3 separate regions of the Mus musculus genome follow, and regions 1 and 3 are each linked to region 2. A link is a contact called in public promoter capture Hi-C data. All regions are on one chromosome and are shown on one strand. The core of a region is the stretch at or near the end of the contact, and the rest is flanking DNA. Distances in the headings are between cores, read along the strand shown. Region 1 has its middle 4.7 kb from the start of Gm5627. Region 2 overlaps Ryk (receptor-like tyrosine kinase). Region 3 overlaps Gm46150 (a long non-coding RNA gene).

The links. Capture Hi-C pulls out chosen DNA fragments and counts their contacts.
Region 1: a promoter capture Hi-C map of pancreatic islet shows a contact between it and region 2. The contact joins two enhancer-like sites. A contact is called at or near these places in 7 of 39 promoter capture datasets (the C10 cell line, the HPC-7 cell line, HPC-7-derived erythroid cells and 5 more), 30 of 484 Hi-C or Micro-C datasets (the C2C12 cell line, the MC3T3-E1 cell line, MC3T3-E1-derived osteoblasts and 21 more), 10 of 115 datasets of contacts at active chromatin or transcription factors (astrocytes, craniofacial prominence, embryonic hindbrain and 6 more) and 3 of 9 other capture datasets (adipose tissue, liver and pancreatic islet).
Region 3: a contact with region 2 is called in a promoter capture Hi-C map of pancreatic islet. The contact joins two enhancer-like sites. A contact is called at or near these places in 2 of 15 datasets of contacts at CTCF or cohesin (the NIH/3T3 cell line and large pre-B cells), 3 of 115 datasets of contacts at active chromatin or transcription factors (embryonic stem cells, intestinal crypt epithelium and kidney) and 4 of 9 other capture datasets (adipose tissue, embryonic stem cells, liver and 1 more).

What each region holds. Positions count from the first base shown.
Region 1 is chr9:102,733,547-102,736,314 of GRCm38.p6, reverse strand. No RefSeq gene overlaps it. Among named protein-coding and RNA genes, the nearest start is that of Gm5627, 4.7 kb to the left of the region's middle. Within about 2 kb of position 1,409, at least 44 of the 459 cell types and tissues checked have an H3K27ac peak or open chromatin away from gene starts, as enhancers often do. A contact at or near this core is called in pancreatic islet, where this site is marked.
Region 2 is chr9:102,867,437-102,870,136 of GRCm38.p6, reverse strand. Ryk (receptor-like tyrosine kinase) reads right to left here. Exons shown (of 15, transcript NM_013649.3): 3 at 2,483-2,582; 4 at 729-863. Among named protein-coding and RNA genes, the nearest start is that of Ryk, 34 kb to the right of the region's middle. Within about 2 kb of position 1,271, at least 11 of the 459 cell types and tissues checked have an H3K27ac peak or open chromatin away from gene starts, as enhancers often do. A contact at or near this core is called in pancreatic islet, where this site is marked.
Region 3 is chr9:102,670,404-102,673,103 of GRCm38.p6, reverse strand. All of the region lies in intron 2 of Gm46150 (a long non-coding RNA gene), which reads left to right. Among named protein-coding and RNA genes, the nearest start is that of Gm46150, 12 kb to the left of the region's middle. Within about 2 kb of position 1,428, at least 3 of the 459 cell types and tissues checked have an H3K27ac peak or open chromatin away from gene starts, as enhancers often do. A contact at or near this core is called in pancreatic islet, where this site is marked.

The DNA of each region.
Region 1 (2,768 bases), core at 160-2,659, 130 kb after region 2:
TACCACGGAGAAGCTTGCATGGCTGCTGCTGATGCAATCTGTTGAGAGGATTGCCACAGTACACTGTGTTAAACAAGCAGAAGTTACAGAGGAGGGTCTGGACAGGGGCCTCCCTCCCTCAGCTAGAAATGTCATTGTCATGGGCCAGAAAGACTCAGGAAGGGTCAGTCCAGACAGGGAAATGATCACAAGGTTGCCTAATATACCTGGAATGTGTCCTTAGGTTGGAGCATTTGGGCTTGCAAAAGACACCTATCTGAGGACAGATTATGACACTGGCCTTGCTCTAAATTCAAAACTGGTAGACTGCTGGAGTAGAGGAGAATCACGTCCCCTCAACAATGTCACATGGGCTCCATCCTGCTGCTGGAGACTAGAGGTTTGCTTTGTGGCACAAAGGAGTTCCAAGACATAGGTCAGAAGTAGATTCAGGTCTTGCTAGGTTGGCCAATCTGTCCAGGCTTCTACATTGATAGTGCCATAGACCTCCACTTACTCCATCTCCAGTTCCAAGCCCCACCTAGAAGACACAGAGGTAAGCCCCAGCCACGGACGTTTCCTAAAACATCATCTCTTTGGGCAGGCACGATGCCCGGTGCCCCTAAGTAGAGTTAATGTGAAGTCAATAATGAACATGTCCCTTAACAAAAATCAGATTCAACCTTTGGCATCATTTTTCTTAGAAATTCAATTAAATAAGATTCAGTTTTTTTTTTTTTAAAGGCGACTCTCTGTAGACCCAATACTTTGGGAAGAACTTATGCCCCATAGCAGGCTTAGGATTCATGATGGGAGGCTCTAGCGGTAGAGGGCTCCAACTTAGAGCAGACAGTGACCTTTGCAGCCTGGTGGAAGTGGGCTCCAGATTTGCTGGCTCTAGGATGTAGGGAGGAATCCTGTCAGCTACAGAAAGTTCAAGAAGTCATCCTGGGGACTAACAGGCCATGTGGAAAGCAGATCAGCTGACCCATGCTTGACCACTCTGGCTTAAGGTAAATTCTGTGATATAAGATGTGAAGGAAGTATGCACGTCCAAAGGGGGATTTCATGGTGCATGAAGTCTTCCCATTTCCAATGGATACTGAACACTTAGTTGCTGTGGTACTCTGCATGGGGTTAGACCCAGATATAGTCGGTCCAAAAAGGCATTGCTGCTGTGAGGTCTCTGGACTTCCTCCAGCAGACTTGCTCACCCAGCAAGGTCTCAGAAGACACTGGGTGTCCGTTAGATCTTCACTTGGGCTAAGGGACAAGGTGGAAGCCCTGAAAACAAGTTTCCTGTCCAGCTGGGGTTCCTGGGGACCCATGGAGAGACTTTGGTTTTCTGTGGGTTTCTATCTGTTTACAGTCACTCTTCTGGCACATTGTTAGCAAGCTCTTTGAGCCTGGCACATGCTCATGCCAAGAGAGAGTTAATAATTAACCAGAAGGTGAGAGAGAGGAGAGAAGCCAGGCTAGTAGCTCATATGCAGTGCCTGGATCGGTTTGCTTCATCACCCCCACCCCCAGCCCCAGAGCCCCACAGCTCCCCCTATTTAGTCATCCTAGACAGGGGGACAAGACAGGAAGGTTGGGGCTCAGATTAGGTTGTCCCCTCTGACCAACTTGGTTTCCAAAGGGCCTAGCAGAGCACCCAGGTTCTAGCCCAGGCCCCACCCCTTTGCAGGTGTCCAGACACCTGAGGCAAATACCTTTCTTCTCAGGGCCTCTCCAACTCCACCAGCTGCAGTTTCTGTTTCCTGGCTCAGTAAGGGAGGATTGCAGAGCGCTGAATAACCTGTTTAGTTTCTTCCCCGAGAAAACTCACAAGGGAGCCCATGGGGTCATGGAGGAGTAGAAAGCAGAAAATATTGCTGCCCCTACATTTCCTCTGGGGGACACATGTGCAGATGTACACACACGTACGTGGAGGTTTTCTGGGCACATCGGGATTCATTTCTTCCTTCTTTTGGTCTACAGGAAATATAAAGGTGACTGTCTATAGACTAAGTCACACAGAAGGCAGACAGCAAAGTCCATAGTCACTTGCAGGATTGCTGGTGAAGTCTTTGTGTGTTCTGAATTCTACCCACCTGTTGAATTCCATTCCTATGACAAGGGAGGTTGGCCAAAAGACACCCTCTTTGGAACTCCAGCTTGGACATTCCTCAACGTGGCTGCTGAGTCCCTATGTGACTTCACCCATGGTTGGTCACAGGTTAACTTTGCTGTCATGGGCTTCATGGCCCATCTGGTGGTCTGCTGTCTCCTGGTCATCCTTACGCCCGCCCACTTGCGTTCTGACTGGATTCAGTGCCAAGATTAATGGGTAGTTTTTCCTTTTTCTTTTTGAGTTGGAGAAATATACTTTGTGAACTTTGGGAAGGGTGGTGATGGTATTACAACAGAAGGCTAAAGACAGGTGCCCAAGACTTTATCACACTCTCTGACCTACTGTGCATGGACCCAGTGGGAGGGTCCACATGGTACGTGCATCCTTTAACAGGGCTGTGTGCACTGAATGAGAGGGTAGAGGGGGTAATGTGTCAGACTTATGCCTACTGTACAGCAGCCAAGATCAAAACTGGTTACCCTCAGATGATCTCTGTGTCACCATAGGCTGAGTGTGGTGGCAGGGGCAGCCATGTCGTTTAAACTGTTCTTAATAACACTTTACACAATCTCTAGTTGGACGTGTCACGTGACCTTGGAGGGAGTAGACCTGGGTGACCCCTCAAAATCTTCACACTCTTTTTCTTCATCCTTGCAGATGACCAGTCTGGTAGCTG
Region 2 (2,700 bases), core at 22-2,521:
GATAACCTTTAAGAATCTTAAAATTGGAGCTAGAGAAATGGCTCAGGGGTTAAGAGCACTGACTGCTCTTCCAGAGGTCCTGAGTTCAGTTCCTAGCAAGCATATGGTGGTTCACAACCATCTGTAATGGGATCTGATGCCTTCTTCTGGTGTGTCTGAGGACAGCTACAGTGTACTCATATACATAAAATATTTAACTCTTAAAACAAAATCTTAACATTTCAAAACTCAGCCTTGGTGTTCTAGAACTCACTACTATCTATGGTGATTTCCTGGGTAATGGATGATATAATTCAAACCCTAATTATTAAGTGCCCACATGTGACTTTCTAATTCTGGACTAGGTTTCGTTACCCTTTAAAACCTCTCTGAAACAGCAACATGCACATCTCACAGACAAGAATCTCAGCCCTGCAGAGGTGCAATATCTCCCCTGTCCTGAAAACACAGAGATATGGTTCAACCCAGGCCCATGTGACCCCCAACACAAAGGTCCTGCAGAGTCCAAGCCCACCGAGCGAATGCTCAGCTCTGTCGCTCGCTCTGGAAACACCCACAGAACTCCAATGGAATGAGAGCCAGAGGCTGACCCAGAGTTTCATCCACTAATGCGCTTTTCTCATAACTATAATCAAGACTTGGTCATGCTTAAATCTCTATACAGAAAATGCAGTCTTCTATTGACCTCTTATCTACATGAAACACATTCTGTTAAATAAATTCCTTACTTTTGTAGCACATTTTCCTTCGTTTAAAATTTAAAACTGTAAAATTTTTTGAGGAATTCACTGTCAGATTGAGCTGCATTAGAATCATGACTTCAGAGTCGACTTTGCCGGTACAAGAAAGCTCGACCCGAAACACTGTTAAAAGAAACAAGAGAAAACACTTTAGTGTCCTAAAGATTAGGATCAATGCTATACAACATTTTCATCTATTTCTGCTCAAATAAAATAAAGAAGCGCATCTAAATAAGCGGATCAGACAGGAGCTTCCGGAGACCCTGTCACCACCGCTCTGGACACCTGCATTTCCTTCACTGCAGATCCAGAGGACTGAAGCAGAGCACAGGACACAGATGAAGGGATAGTTACTTCCGAGCCTTCCTTGTGACTTTGTTTTTAATATCAGTTTGTTGTCTATGTTCTGCTTTCCAATGCACTGAATCTCAGGAATCACGAGGCAAACTGCTGAGCTTACCAGTCTCCCCAGCAACGGTAACAAAACTACACCACGGAAGGAAAGACTCTGCAGCACCAAATGCACCTGTGTATCGCTCCTAGCAACGTGAAGGGTATGAATGTCAAGAAGGCAGTGCTGACCACACCGTGTGGACTGCGGCCTGCAGGGCAGACATGAGCTACCCGGAATAAAGCATGCCATCATCGAATCCCAAGGAGGGAAAGCCTTTCCTGCTGTCTGGCTAAGAAAATGTAGGGAAACCAAAGCTGCACTGAACTGGGTGCCAGAGAGTTCCTGTTGGGCTTGAAGCCACACCATAACAGATGGCCAAAAATACACGTCAGCACACCACCAATAACAACTATATCCATAGTATGAGCAGACAGGTGCATGACATGTTTAGAAGTACTCCCTGTGGAGAATGTTTATGTCATATGTGTATTTAGTAACCACATTTAAAAACCGTATCAGGGCTGGAGAGATGGCTCAGTGGTTAAGAGCACTGACTGTCCTTCCGGAGGTCCTGAGTTCAATTCCCAACAACCACATGGTGGCTCACAACCATCTGTAATGGGATCCGATGCCCTCTTCTGGTGTGGCTGAAGATAGTAACAGTGTACTCATATACATAAAATAAATGAATCAATAAGTAAATAAATAAATCTTTAAAAAATAAAATAAAATAAAAATTGTACCATTCAAAAGCAGTACCTCTAGGAAATAAAGACATTGTTACTGGGGGAAATTATAATAAACCTATAAACAAAGCTAACATGTTCTTGGCTATGAATTAAAAACAACACTGCCCTTCTAAATAGGATTAGCTTCTAAAGGTATATCTAGGAATGTTAATGACAAAGTCGTAGATTTTAGAACATTTTGCCTTTTTAATTTATGATTCCTTTCTTACAAATTTCAAAGATATTTCACCATCTATGAGTAGTGGATCAGAGACTTTGATATTTCTGAAACTCTTGCTGACCCCCAAAAATTAACTTGCCTCCCAGCTCTGCTTAAAGCCTAGCTGAACTTGTGCCAATAATAATTGTGAATAAAACTGCCAGGAAAAGCCCTACAACATTCTTTAAAAATAAATAGACAATAAAGATGACAATAATAATTACACGTCTACTTCCCCAACCCCTGCCTCCCAACCCCCTGGGACCTTTGAGTTTGTCTGTGGGGCACTCTCTTGATTAATGATTGATGTGGGAGGGCCCGGTACTCAGTGAACTATCCTTGTAGGGATAGGATGGAGGCAGCTGAAAGCAGTATGCTAAGTCCGTCTTTCCTGGCTCACCTGATAAAGTGCGTGGGACCTCCCCTTGAGCAGAAATATTGACCTGGGGCATGCCCATAGCCACAAAGTTGTCTACTTGGAATCCCAGCTTATATTCAACCTGCAAAATGAAGAGAGATAAAACATTATACCCCTGACAACAGAAAAAGACTTCATTAGTAAGTTCATTAACTAAGCAGTATGAGAGCTATTCATGGGTGGAATAAAAATCCACTCCC
Region 3 (2,700 bases), core at 179-2,678, 200 kb after region 2:
TCTGTGCCAGGGTCTCACTAGGTAGCTCTAGCTGACCTGGAACTTATGTAGACCAGGATAATAGTGAATTCACAGAGTTCGACCTACCTCTGTCTCCTAAGAGCTGGGATCAAAGATATGGGCCACCACACCCATTCTTGCAATTTGCTACAATCTATGAATTAATTGAGGGTTGGGAAGAGTTCCAACAGAGGGGAGCAGAAGGAAGCAAGGACAGGGGGTGCACTGGGGTGCCAGGGCTTTGCTTTGAGACTAGATCTTAGGGAAGGAGGTTGCAGCCCCAGGTCCTGGTGTGACCTTCCTGGCAGGAGTAGAGATTCTAACGACAGACGCTGGTGTCCCTCCTTTCTGCTATCAGACTGTTGAAGCAAGGCCCTCAAAGAGGGAACTTGTCTCCAGGAGCCCCATGTTGTGGGAAGGAGAAGGGGAAGGGGAGGGGGAGGGGGAGGGGGAGGGGGGGAAGAACCTGTCTCACAGGAAGAAGCTTTACTCAGTTCTGATAAGTTCTCAGACCACCTTTCTGGACAGACCAGAGCCAGGACAATGATGGGTCAGTGATGGGTGTGACCCCTTATTGTCTATTTAAACCCAAAGCTTGTGTTAGGACCTCCAACTGCAGATTGGCGGGTCCTGTAGCCTCCTTTTTGTCTCTTTTTCTACTGTGGCCACATAAAAGAAATCTCTTTTCTCTCTTTTTCATGATTACATGTTTCGTTCATTGGCATGTTGGGGGCAGGTGGCCGAGCCTAGCTTGTTAGGGCTTTTGGGCCCAGGGTGTGACCCTAAGAACTCTGGTAATGTCCTGTCAAGTGGTGAGGCTTAGTTTGTGGAGCATTTGGGTTCCAATGTCCCAACTATCGGCCAGATCATGAGTTGGGAGGCTGAGGACCAGAGCGTTCTGATTAGGACTGATGGCCAAGGGTTGCCTTATTCCATCCTACCATAACAATGGAGATGTGCCTCTGTTCCTAGTGTAAATAGGTCCTAAGGTACTGAGTACCTGTACTAAGTCATAGGTAGGAGTGTCAGTAGGTTATATGGGTGGAGAGAGATGTTTGCCCTTTCAATGGACTGTTTCAGAACAGGCCCTGAACCTGCTAAGCCATCAGCCCAGAAGCAGAAGTTTCTCCCTAGTGATGTCTCACAGTAGGCAGGGGAACACAACCCCCCAAGGACATAGTCAAATTGTCAAACAGATACTTAGGGCTTTGTAGAAAGATAAACTTGAACTTTCACTCTGGATCCGTCACTAACTGTGTGGTCTACGACAAATTGATTAACGACTCTGAAACTCGTTTGCACATCTGTCACAACAGTACGATTGCAGCGAGCTGCCCTTAGTTGTTTGAGGGATTAGACAGTGTTTGTAAAATGATTAGCACAGTGAAAGACATGTTTAAACTGCCCTAGAGAGATGGCCTTCTTCATTTCTCAATGAAGAGGCCCCATCTGCCAGCAGGGTTGATCAGTTGGCCTTTGTTGCTAGGGAGTCTGATCTTAGGAGCTGAATGGAGCCTATTGCCCTTTCTCAGAGGTAAGTGGAGCTCGGCATCAGGGAGCAAGGGGCCAAGAGCTGTAGCACCATCAGGGCTCCCCACTACCTTCCCAGGAGTCTTATTTGGGTAGCAGGAAGGCTGCTGGGATTAAAACAACACAGAACCCCATGCTCTGCTTTCATAGACACTGATCCTGCTCAGATCAAGAATATGGGAGACCACGCCTGGAGCGAGCAAGAGCCAGGATAGGAATACTGCAATGGGTGCGCGAGGGCCTCCCAAGCCAGCTTCCTCAGATGCTTGCTGTGTGGGGAAACAACTTAGTTTTTCTGTCTTTCAGGTCTGCTATCTGTAAAACCATGGGAACTCCCCCCCACCCCCCCACATCAGATACTTAGAACATGGCCTGGCCCATAATGTAACAGTCCTGACATAAATGAAGATATTTCACTCAGCTAACAGACCCCCAATAATAGAATTCCCCAGAACTTGCATGTTGGGGGAAGGAAACAGCTAGTGCCAGCTGAAGGAGGTCGGGAGGACTTGTCTCCTGAAAAAGATGTCACATAGCTCAGACCCTTTGCAAGGAGATAGTGAAAGGCTGGACTCTACCTTGACTAAGACTGCTTAGTTATGCATCCTATGGGGTCCCTGGGAAGATGGCCTGTCAAGGAGGGGTATGGTGGTGGTGGTGGTGGTAGTGGTAGTGGTGGTGATGATGGTGGTGGTGATGGTGGTGGTGGCGGTGGTGATGGTGGTGGTGCAATTTAGTGGATGGACAGTCACTAGATTTCATTGTTCCTCTTTCCAATATGGTCATAATGAATAAATCTCCTCTCTCTGCTTTTCACTGGTCTTTGTTTAATTGACCTGTTGAGGACTGGTAGCTGAGCCTAACATGTTAGGGCTGTAAGGATCCGGACTCTGACCCTAACACCTATGGTGACATGAAGACTAAGCTTTAGCCACTTCGTGCAGGGTATGACCATCATGGGCCCTGGTTTTTATGATCGGGATGGCAGTTGGGGAGCCTACAGGACACAGACATATAGACACACTTCTTCATCATACTCTGCCTGAATCTGACAGGGGCAATCTACAGGGACATCTTGAAGACAGACCAGGTCACACAGTGCAACCTTGGCTCCCTAAACCTGCCCTCTTTTAGCCAGTTGAAACAGTAGCCAAGAAAATAAATTGCTCT